Linked DNA regions of Bicyclus anynana: region 2 is linked to region 1. The links are chromatin contacts, called in public Hi-C maps. All regions are on one chromosome and are shown on one strand. The core of a region is the stretch at or near the end of the contact, and the rest is flanking DNA. Distances in the headings are between cores, read along the strand shown.

The links. A called contact is a pair of places that touch in the nucleus more often than the background predicts.
Region 2: a contact with region 1 is called in a Hi-C map of whole body, with 2.9 times the contacts expected there. The contact joins two enhancer-like sites. A contact is called at or near these places in 2 of 2 Hi-C or Micro-C datasets (whole body and whole larva).

Annotation. Positions count from the first base shown.
Region 1 is chr11:5,085,439-5,091,411 of ilBicAnyn1.1, reverse strand. The region is part of intron 1 of LOC112044780 (meteorin-like protein); the gene reads right to left. Among protein-coding and RNA genes, the nearest start is that of LOC112044780, 15 kb to the right of the region's middle. Within about 2 kb of position 4,366, at least 7 of the 8 cell types and tissues checked have open chromatin away from gene starts, as enhancers often do.
Region 2 is chr11:5,117,367-5,123,723 of ilBicAnyn1.1, reverse strand. It overlaps LOC112044780 (meteorin-like protein), which reads right to left. Exons shown (of 5, transcript XM_024080736.2): 2 at 3,289-3,500; 3 at 2,272-2,562. Among protein-coding and RNA genes, the nearest start is that of LOC112044774, 45 kb to the left of the region's middle. Within about 2 kb of position 3,438, at least 6 of the 8 cell types and tissues checked have open chromatin away from gene starts, as enhancers often do.

The sequences.
Region 1 (5,973 bases), core at 3,117-5,616:
AAATGTACCTAGTTAGTACATTCTCTTTGGAAGAAGATTTCGTTTCATATTTCTAATGATACCTTTTCTATTACTCTACTTTTAAACCCGGTTTATGTAGCATAGATTAAGTTAAAAGTAATATTTTAGTGTTTTAAGTTTAAAACTTCAAGCCTTTTAGATTTTATATGATAAGTTTTAGCTATTATAATCTTTGCTTTAGATCTTCGTAGATAGCTTTCAACATCTACTGTATAACATATTTCTCTAGTTAGTTTATAGACTCTTTCTATCGGAAGAAAGCGAGTTTCATAATTCGTTTCAAATTAAAAAAAAATGCAGCAAGAAAATCCTGCCTAAGAACATTTTAACACTTACTAGATAGTGTTTCTCTAGTCAGTGTTCAGGTTTCTTATCAGTTACGTTTTTAGATGTATGTTTCATGATCTCAGTGTCTTCATTACAGATTCTTAAATAATGTAAGAGTTGTTCGTTAATACTTAATACTCTTTCGAATTTTAATAATGACCGCCCCCTAATGGACTTTTTATCGTTTAGTTTATCACTTTCTAATCCATTTTACGGCCGTGTCTGAGCAATAAAAGTCATTCAAAGTTACCAGCAGTACACCTTACTAAGATAAACATATTTTTTAACCGATTCCAAAAAAGTTGTTAAACTATGTTTACTCTAACTTGGGAAACAGTGTAAGTTTCGTCAAAATCTGTTCAGTTTTTGAGGTATTTCTTTATGTGTATCAGATATCAGCAAATCGTGGCATTAGACTAACTACGTTTTTTAAAGTTGTAATAAAACTGAAGTTAAAGCCATTTTGAGTTCGGATTTTTTCGTTACATACACTTCATTTTCTCATTAGCTAGCCCTTGACTGCGATCTCACCCGATTTTATGTGATAATGATGTCAAATATGTTAGCGGGCTTACTCCAAAGAGGTACAATACATCGTACTGAAATGAAAATCTTTTATTACGTCTTTTGTTGGCCTGACCCGGGATTCAAACCCTGGACCTCATTGTCCTTTGCTCAACCATCTAACCACAGTACCAAAGAGGCAGACCAAAAAATACGATTTTGGGATTTTTCTAAATGATCTCTCACCGATTGTGTCAGTCTGCCGTCCCATCGGACTATGAGTGTGAGGGAATGGAGAGTGCACCTGTACTTGCGCACACACTTGTGTACTATATTATCTTCCGAGTGCATGGTTAGTCTCAGCACGAAATTGGCAGCCGTGTCCGAAAAATAAAAAAAATCGGTCGGGAGTATTATTATTATTATTATTACGTCTTTATCGGTAAGCCGGTGTCCACGGATAACTGAGTCAATTTGGGAAATATAAAATCCTAAATTGACCCAAACAGGGAATCGAAGCCAGGACCTATTTGAAAATAACAGCTTTACCAACTGCGGCAGAGAGGTTGTAAAAAAAAACACGTGCTCACCAAATATTGTAGACAAGACGCCCGTTTAAGTGGACTTTTCTAGCTACTTGGAATGCGTATTGTGTATTCAAAGCCGGCTGCATATATACATATGTATATGCTGGAGTCGGTAGTGGCGAATGTTTACAGACTGGTTAGACGCGAGCCCGCCTACACCTCGGCCCATTGGAGGAGTCTCGAGTATCAACAATGACCACTTCAACTGCGATGCATTTCACCTGACACGTATAGCATACAACGATAATATTGATTTTTGAGATCGGCGTTATTGAAGCTAATTCGTAATTCATATCGTAAAATCTATATTCATCATCATCATTAGACAACAAGGAACTTAAGCTAACTTATCCTAATAACTATACAAATCATGCCCACGTGGAATGATGGCAAGAATACTGGCTGCATGTCATTTCATCATTAACAACCCATATTTGATTCACTATTGAACCTGTCTCCTATCAGATTGAGGGGTTAGGCCTTAGTCCACCATCAATGCGGATTCGCAGACTATACATACGTAGAGAATTAAGAATATTCATAGGTATGCAGGTTTCCACACGATGTTTTTCCTTCATCGTTTGAGACAAGAAGTGATCGAATCAGAAAATTTAAAAAATTCGCAAAAGCAACGAAGTCACCGACACAGCTCAGCGAGTGCCGAAGCTGATCGGCTGATGTGATGATGATGTACCTATATTAAGATTACACACCTAAATCGTTGGACGAATTTAGATTTGAAGTACTAAGGTACAGAAATCAAATAGTTCCTAAAAAAGAACATGGATATTTTTTGTCAATATTAAAAAAAAACTAGAAAATAAAATGGAAAAATCCTAAAAATACTGTGTAAGCCTAACGTCTACTAAGAACTTAAAATTACCGAAATTTGAGACAGATAAGAAAAAAAATATACATTTTTTGTCCATTTCTCAGTTGTAATGTCACTCTAATATCCAGAATTACATACCAACGTTTAATTTCCATAAGATTTTACATAAAGCACAGCTTAAAAGTTAAAACGGTTTTGTTTTAACTTAACTTAATAAAGCCTTTCGTTTATTAAAATAATACGTATGGGAAAAGTTATCTGAAACAAACCAAATTCCACGCGAGATAAATCGCGAGTAGTACAGAATAATTCATGTAGACGATAAGTCTTTATAGCGATAAAGGCGCGAATGTACGGCGAACGTATGGCGAATGATTGCGGTTTTTTCCCGCATCGCCCATCGCCTCGGTCCGTGACCGAATGGAAGGACGGGTAATGCAATTTTGATTAACTCCGCTAAGAGCAACAAATCACTACGCCGATAATGAAGACATTATTTTATGACGTGCATTGCTTCTCAATGTCCTCGCTCTGCGTGCTAACATGCGGAACGCTTGATACATTGTCTAAGCAACTTTGAGACAATGCCGCACTCAAAATGATTAACAATGACAACTTATTGAGTTATTGCATTGCTAATAATAAAAACTCCAAATTTTTACTCCACATTATCTTCAATCAGTTTTAAGGTCTGTAGTTATATGTACGCGCATTTCATAATTCATCGTGCTTCAGAATCATGCGTTCCCACAGTGGAAAAAGTGGATATAGTAAAAACGTATCAATTGTGGTAACTCAGTATAAAGTAAAAGATACAAATTTTGTAAGGGTCAGTAAAGGAAAAAGTCTAGGCGTAATTGCTCGATTTGAAAATATCCAAAAAATTCAAAACAGATATTCCCCATAGTACAGCATATATTTTTAATCACCATCTGAGAAATTTTAAACTTTGATTACAAAATCCTACACAAAGGGAGATGACAGTATAATCTTATACTGCATGTAATGTAATTCGTCATAATTATCATCAATTGTTTCCCATGGAATTGTACGAACAAAAAAACCGTTGTCCCCGATAGCTAATAGAGTTTTCGTAACACGCTAAAGGCTCGTAAGTCGCGTCCACTTTCACTCGACGATCGTAGCGAGCTGTCGAGACGGGCGATCAAGTCACGAAGGACAAGACAGGCACAATAGATCGATGGCCTTAGATTAATCATTGTGCACGTGTGATCACGATATAATACGTAACCGTATCGGCTAGCGAGTAGCGACTGCGAAACAAAATACTCACCTAAGTGGCATTCTACAAATATGGCACATGTAGATTGGTACTCGTATTATTAGACTAAAAGATGCCGCACGGTTTCGCCCGCGTGGTTCCCTTTCCTGTTAGAATACGGGAATAAAATATAGCCTTCCTCGATAAATGTGCTATCTAACAAGAAAGAATTTTTCAAATCGGACCAGTAGTTCCTGAGATTAGCCCGTTCAACCATACAAACAAACAAACTCTTCAGCTTTATAATATTATGTATAGATTGGCAACTCCGTTCGAGTGTATACTTTTTCACAAATCCCGTGGAATTTTATCCAGGAAATCAGGTAACACCGAGAGAGAGAAGAGAACCTCCTCCTTTTTTTGAAGTCAGTTAAAAAGTTACTTAGGTTCTGCAATAAGGACAAATTAAATCTCGTTAAAAATACTGCTGGAGCTCTAAATATTCTCTTCAGCTCTTCGATGCATTTTATTTCCTTTAATTATTTTAAATTGTTTAGAAACAGCATAAATTTGACAAAGATAAGAGCATTATGTGAAGTTATTATTTGTACAAAGAACTTCTTCAATGTGTCAATTACCTGATCCTATTCAGACCACTATAAAATCTGTACTGCTCTTTTGAAGCTATTCAGTTTCATGCATTTCATCTGGATTGATTGCCCCTCTAAGCTCAGTGTACCACACATAGATTACTGATCATGACGGGTAGCGGTCATTCGAATTTATTAGACCGGTCGGCTTAGTCCACAATAAGAAAGGCACGATCGGGCTTTTCACACCTCCGTATTTGAGCGGCGATTTAGCGTTCACGCCTCGTGTGTGTCTACCCCTAAGATCGCACCTAAGCACATATCGCCTCCCCACTATATACTGATGTATACATTACGCGTACAGTTGCGTTTTGGGTACGTTTTACTTGAGATATTTACTCAGTCATTAGTGAACATTTAATAAAGTGCCATTTCCACTTAAGTATGTAAAGGTATCCTATGTAAAAACTTGTTTCTGAATGAACTGATGCTTAGTCAGACCAACTAAGAGGATGTTAAGCAAATGCAGTTAAATACTCGACAATATTATCGTATATGATTATAGAAATAAGATTGGTTGGTTATATTTAAAAGGCTCTAAAGATTGAGACATAGGTAAACGCTCAATCACTTATCTTTAATTTGATTGATAAAGCTACTGATAATGAGATAAATGTCTCTTTTAATATGCAATCAAAGATTTAAATTAAAGAAGCATTTTAAAAAAGTATTAATAAACTAAATACTTTTTTAAAATTATAACAATATTAATAAAACACTATTTAAGATTAATAAAAAATATCAACCCTCCCGCTGCGGGACATTTGAGTGTCCAAGCAACCGGTGGTCAGGGCTCCAGAGTGAGGGACCTCACAATACGCGCCGTTTCAGGAATCACTGCCTTCTGTATCCGACTCTTGATCTAAGAGTTAAGCAAAAGCTTCTTAAGGTGTTGGTCAAAGCTTTTCACTATAAGACTGACTGAAACAACTATCGGAACAATAATAGTTGACTCAACATAATTGTTATTTATATGCCTAAAGATTTCTCTTAGTACACATGAGTGGACTACCACCTAAACTGTAATATAGTAGAAAGTTTATTAGCTTTACGTAAATACTTGGTAGGCACACTATGTAAAATAATTTAAAGCGCGCTAAGGAGTTAGACCCAGTTAGCCATATTTAAACAAGCCAATTGGAATTCCGAGCCAATTGCAACATTTACATACATAGATATACAAACTCGGCAACTTATTTAGTTTATCTCTTCCTTCGTGGAAATCTTGTGCAACGAACGGCGAGCTAAGTTAGCACCGATCTAATTTGTTTAGGTAAACGTATGGCGTCTTAGTCTATGCAGATTAAGGTTATATAGGATTAATTTATAAATCTTTTAACGGACCACAATAATTGTTGCAGTCGACTTTGAGATTTCTATCGAATGTGATTAAATCGCGTATTTGCTGGACCCGTAAACTCTCATAACTAATTTTCTATTGAGATAAAGTTTCTGAGATTGTAGGGGATCTCTGTATCTAGGTACGTAGGTACACTTTGCACATTTGTACGTTTTTATTGCAAGACATTGACAGTAAGAATACAAAGCGGTACCTATTAGTTGGGGTGTTGCAAGTTACGTCATTAAAACGTTACGTCAACTGTTAATTAGCTTAGATTGTTACAAAATCAAACGTTAACACCCTAAACCCGCCAACATAGGAGCACCGTCGTGGGTCTAAGATCCATATACCTTAATACAGCCTAATTCATAGACTACAAGTTAGTTGACATAATACGAAATTCAGATTCTATGTAAGAAATATCATTCGGTGCCTGACAACCCTTCGTAGATATCATAGAGTAAGTAGATAAAATTTCTCAGATGATT
Region 2 (6,357 bases), core at 2,189-4,688, 33 kb before region 1:
CTTTAGAATATTTTTACTGAATGAAAATTCAAAGCGGCTACTTATTTTTCTATCAAAAAGTTTACAAATTTACCTACTGTTTTAATATAATAAATAATCATGATTATTTTCTAGGCCAACGAACCGCATTGAAATTATAATAACATTTCCTGAAAAGTACATGTAACTAATGAGAACCCTTTATGAGAGAACGCCTTTCCCTACCAAAAAAACGAGAAAAATCAGTTAAAAAATTATTGCAATAATCTCGGCAGAAATTTTCTACTTACATGTACCTACTTATACATGAAAAAAAAAACAAAAAGGGAAAAAATACGCGTTTAATAAATTTTAAAGTCGCTCAAACATAAATCAAATGCTAATACCGTCGCAGCGAGACGCCGTCCTCATTCCACCGATTTCACGGACTCGAGAAAAAATATCAACAATTATTATGCAGGATGACATTCAAAAACTACAATGATACATGCTAGAGGCTAATACCGGCCGCCCACCGCTCCGAACCCTATGACATAACCACCATTATAATCTATCAAGTAATAAAAAAACCATAAAAAAGTATCCTTCGTATACGCTCCCCGTAGCGTCGCGTGCCTTCGTACTAGTTTATCCGGTATGGTGTACTCGTCACATGCTTATTATGGTGGTAAAGTGAATCTAAGTAGTCATCCCATACCCTCGCTGCATATGTTAGAGCTTCCGTACATAGACCGGTACGAATAGGTATGAGTCGCATTTTAATCTCAGCACGTTCTAAGAAGTTTGCGCGGCGTTACGGTAATGGTGGATCCGGTGTTGATTTATAATACAATTTATATTATATTTCTCCATTATAATAAATTATAAAAAATGAAAAAATTATAAACATTTTTTTCTAAATGGTCTAGGTTAGGTCAGGTTAGTTAAGACCACGGATATAAAAGCATGCTAGTCTTTTATATCCCTGGTAAAAGTACCTACTTTTTAATTTTGGTGTTATAAGCATAAAGTTTAAATTCGAATAAGACTTGTTATGGCGAAAAGTTCGCCGACGAGTGTAAAATACCGGAATCGCACGACTGATTAATCTAAAGTTTTTTTATAAGTAAAACAATACCTGGTACTGCAAAAAGTTGAAATAGATTTCTGCCAACTAAATACGTATTTCCTCAAAATAAACCCTATTTACGTCACAGGCATTAAGCCTTAAAACGAGTATGCGGGTTACGCAACGAAAACTGATACATCAAAAATAGACCTACAGCAGCAAAAAGTCGTTTAAATAATGTCAAACAAATGGTTGCAAGTCCACTAATTTACAACAAAACAAATCTGCCTCCATCGCTTCTCAACAAGTGTGTATAACTAACGACCCGACGGATAGCAACGCAAAAAGTTTTGTAAAAAAAACCCGCTAATTCGACTTCGCGCGTTGTCTTTATAGTATAATTTTTAAACTCTAACGTGTGCTCATAATTGGTTGCTACGGCATATTTCTTGGTTGCAAAACGGTGAGATAATAATTTAAATTTCAAAAAATTCAATTTTGCGACGACGAGAAATGTCGGTTACGGCGACAAATTGCGGTGCGGTCGCGGAGGCCGGGCTTTATTAACATTCAGGAGCCACTTCTCGGCGTTGGCTTATTATCGCGGTGGTGCAAGCTTCCATAATAATCAGCTGATATTATACGGAAATTAACAAAATGTTACATTAGCGGTCGCAGGATACGAGATTATGCAATTTGCAACAAACTTTTATGTTGGTATATAAACATTATTAAGATGCAAATGATTTCGCGATAAAATATAATGGCTTTCGATATAAACTGTAACATGTTAGCCAATACCTACCTACAATAAATTGGTAAAATACTCCTCTTCGTCAATGGACATCGGACATCTCCTTACTTAATTCAAATTTACAGCTATTGAATTTTAAAGCTATGAAAACGAAAATTATTTTTTGCACAATAATTTAGAAAAATAAATAAAAAGAATAACGATGTTTTCAATTACCTGTTTAAGCTCTTTTCAAACCATCGTTAAGTTTCGTAGCAACTAAATTTGTCTCATATTGTATTGATATATTATACATATACCTACACTATACAATATAATATCTACTATAGAAATTAAAAACAAATAAAAATACTTTTAATTGAACCTTAAGCTATCTGTTACCCTGGTACTGTGTTCAATGCTTTTGTATTGCGTGACAATTTCTGCTAGTCTACTATAACTTGTAACGTAGGTATAATCATAAAAAAAATAATTAGGTTGGTACACTTACCCAGATCACTAGTACAAAACGCCATCTCTAGTTCAGAATCAGAACATGGCCGACAGTCAGCAGTGGCTGGATCATAATGTCTCCTGACAAGCGGCCGGGCCTCGTATCTGAAGAAGGCCACTCGTCTCTTCGTCCCTTCCTCGGGCTCCGCCTCCACGTACAACGCCGCCTGTCCGTGTCTACTGCGGAAGCATCGCAGCTCCCGGACATCGCCATCATCAGGCGCGTATAAAGGCACAAGTCTTCGGACGCCTTCTACGAAAATTCGCGCTGGGAATCTCTCTGGGGCTCCTGTAACATAAACAAATATATTTAAAGATACATACAGCGGAATAAAGAATTTTTGGAAATCAATTAGAAATAGTATAATACCTATTAGCTGGTTGCCGCTGCATGCTGGCGGCTTAAAGACGTGGTGTTTGGAAGTCCTTACAAAAGCCTATTCTTCAGTAGCAATGCATCTTGCTGGTAAGTAGAGCCGAGTTGAATTATACTAGAAGTCAACTTTACCTGACTCATAAGCTGTATATTCTGGGAGGGTCAGGCCTTCTAATGACCCTGGCGCAAAATCGAAAGCCTCGCTCGTCGGCCGGTTGAGGGTGCTTGATAGAATACTAGAAGACCATTTTACCTGACTCATTAAGCTGTATATTCTGGAAGAAGTCGGGAGTGTCAAGCCTTCTTGACGCAAACTCGAAAGTCTCGCTCATCGGCGGGCAAAGGGGGCTTGAATAGCAATCGCAGCGCTTCCCGCGGGTAGAGCCACGATACACTGGCTTCTCTACAGATACACTACGAGTATACTAGAAGACCACTTTACCTGACTCATTAAGCTGTATATTCTGGAAGAAGTCGGGAGTGTCAGGCCTTCTAATGACCTTGACGCAAACTCGAAAGTCTCGCTCGTCGGCGGGCAAAGGGGGCTTGAATAGCAATCGCAGCGCTTCCCGCGGGTAGAGCCACGATACACTGGCTTCTCTACAGATACACTACGAGTATACTAGAAGACCACTTTACCTGACTCATTAAGCTGTATATTCTGGAAGAAGTCGGGAGGGTCAGGTCTTCGTATAACCCTGACGCAAACACGGAAGTCTCGCTCGTCGGCAGGTAGAGGGGGCTTGAATAGCAGTCGCAGCGCTCCCCGCGGGTAGAGCCACGACACGCTACCCTCTCTACACCGCAGGTACACCGGCGTGACTGCCCGCTCCGTGCTCGACGTCAGCCCGCTGCAACAAAAAAGCCATTAGCGACAAGATTACCCGTAATGGGACACGTAATCTGCCCATTAACATGTTTTCTTTTACTACTGTCATGTTTGGTGATATCGATTTGGTCATATTTAACATGATACACTAGCTCGCGTCGTCAATCGCGTTTAATTGTTTTGTTGAAATCTCGCGCGATTAAATAAATGTCTTAAGCTACTATGTTCTGCTCTGCAATTTATCTCTGTGCCATATTCAAATTTTATCCAAATCTTTTCAGTTGTGAATTGTGATGTGTTTATTGAAAGTATGCGGCAAAATGCTGAGTTGGGGCCTTTTTCTAGGTTGTGCCACATATTACAGGCCATTCTTTAGTGCTCCACTGTTTGAGCGGACAGTTAAGCCATAATATGTTATAATTTAGATTTAATGTGATATGTGGCATTACTTAAAAATAAAGATCTTTTCTTTCTTCTATCTTTCTTTCTTTTTGATGCGCAATATATTTTTGTAGTACAATACAATTTTATAGTTATCTATAAGTCAGTAATTTTATAAGTTCGTTCCAATTTGAAGTTTTCTATGTCATAACTTTTAAGGGATCAAAACTTTATTGAAGTCATCTTGTGGAGTTGTAAGTAAAACGAAAAATCTTTCCTTAATCTGCTTTGTTTTGCATCTTTTCATAAGTCCTTTAATTCACTTTGCAATTAATTATTCCCAATTATATTTTTAAACTGTTATAAAATTGAAATTCTAGTGAAGCAACAACATCCACAAAATAGTGACGTCAACAAACCCATTTTGTGAGCTGTTACCATTCCAATATCATAGATGTCAAGCGAAGAATCACGACCGCGCCCGTAACATTCGTTTCGGGTAACATAGAAAAAATTCAAAAGAAACGCGAGCGGAGCCGCCAGCAAAAACTTATTACAGGTACATAAAAAGCACGAGTCATTTTTACGGTCATCAGATAAGAATACGGTGCAACTTGCAAGCGACAGATAACGGCACGCGACCAACGCGTTTAGAAACTCGAACGCTCCAAGCTGACCGAAATGAATGCTGCACAATACTGCCTACTTATCTCGGATCTCGTCACGTGGGCAGAATTTCTGGAGTAGCGCCTACGCCCTGCCCACGACTCCGATGGCCGGTCCGAACCTAACATAAAACTAAGATATACGACTAAGGGCAATGGGCCTGCTATAAAAGATAACATGCCTATAGGTAGGTACGCGACAATAAAAAAGCTACAAGCCTTTTATGTAAAACGCATTGTATTGTATGTGTGGCCGAGCGAACGCCCCTTTATTAGTCATGTTGCATCTCAGAAATTCAGTTGAGATTTATATGGCATTGTAAATGAGCATGTTATTGAATAAAAAAGGCTTTCCGGGAACTCGGACGTGGATATACAAAGTAAGACTATTGTTGGTGACCTCTGCATGCGTATCTTTGCGTACACGTAATTCTACTTTATGAGTTACTTAAGTAGAAATACCCAACTTGAGTATTCGAAAGTATAACTACCTTTATATGCTAAAGTTGGGAGAGAATAGAAAATGTGAAGCTACTTTTAAGTTTAACTTACTAAGTCCTTTTCTGTGTCCTGTTTTTTCAGTGTCTACGAGTTTGTCTTATACCCTTTATAGACGTTCATTCTTTATTCATTGAACTTACGTTTACGGACGTTTTTAGATATTAGTTTTTAGGTTTATACTTACTAAACTACATAAAATTATTTACCTATCGAATTTTATTGGCAATTCTGTTTGGTTAAATTTCACTGAGAGCAGAACTTTTTAAAAAAACTTTTCATGAGTCAAAATTGCCTTTAAATAAAAGCTTTAACGCAAGTTTAACTTAACCTAATAATAGCGATGTATTTTTATAAACATTCATTAATGTTTTAAAAAGAACACAAATAAAAAAAATATATTTAAAAGGTCCATAATCGGTTTAAATTCAACGCGTTTCGAATGTACGGCCTTATGGAAACTATTTTTAGAATATCGTCGACAAGTCACATCCTTAATACTTTCACGTCATCGCAGGGCTTCCTTAATCCTTCCTAATGGGCTGAATCTTGAGATATGCGCCTGTATTATGGGCAAGTATAAAAACTCGACGCAGTAGAGAAGGGGCTCCGCATATTACACTAGCTAGACTTTTTATGTCTTCCAAATACGGCAGCATTAATGTTGTAGTTATATGTTTTTTATTTGTCGTACGCTTTCTTATTGCTATAAGATTTTTATCATTCACTGATATTACCTAACCTTTTTTAAGCATTCCCCATTATGTTATGTAAGACTGGGAATTTTACATCTCTACTGGCTATAATTTTTCATTTACATTTCTTTTATATGAACAGATAATTAATTAAATTGTATTAATAAATTAATGTTTTATATGAACAGATCATTAATTTAAATTAATTCAAGTGTTTCAGTGGCCATTGTTATTAATATGAAATGTTTTAGGCAGGTTTTGGTGCCATTAGTGTTTTTCTATGTTTTGCGTTAGCTAAATATTAAATCCTACCAATCCTTATTTTAGCACCAAGATGGATACCTATAAGCTCGCCTTATCCCTTAATCGAACCTAATCTAAAGTTAATCCCTGTCCAATAAGGTGGAAGACCTGGCTTGGCGGTGTAGGCCGTTAAAATAAGCTAATAATAAAAATACTAAAACAATAAAAACCATTTTTGTTTATTTGTATTAATTGAGAAAAACATAGCTGGCCAGTCAAATATTTCATCCAGGCAACACTAAATCCACTAATGTCTCAAAGGAAGCAAGGATTTTATTGTCCAAGTGATTTAAATTCATTTTAATATTTGTAAATGGAACTCCAATACATTATGGGT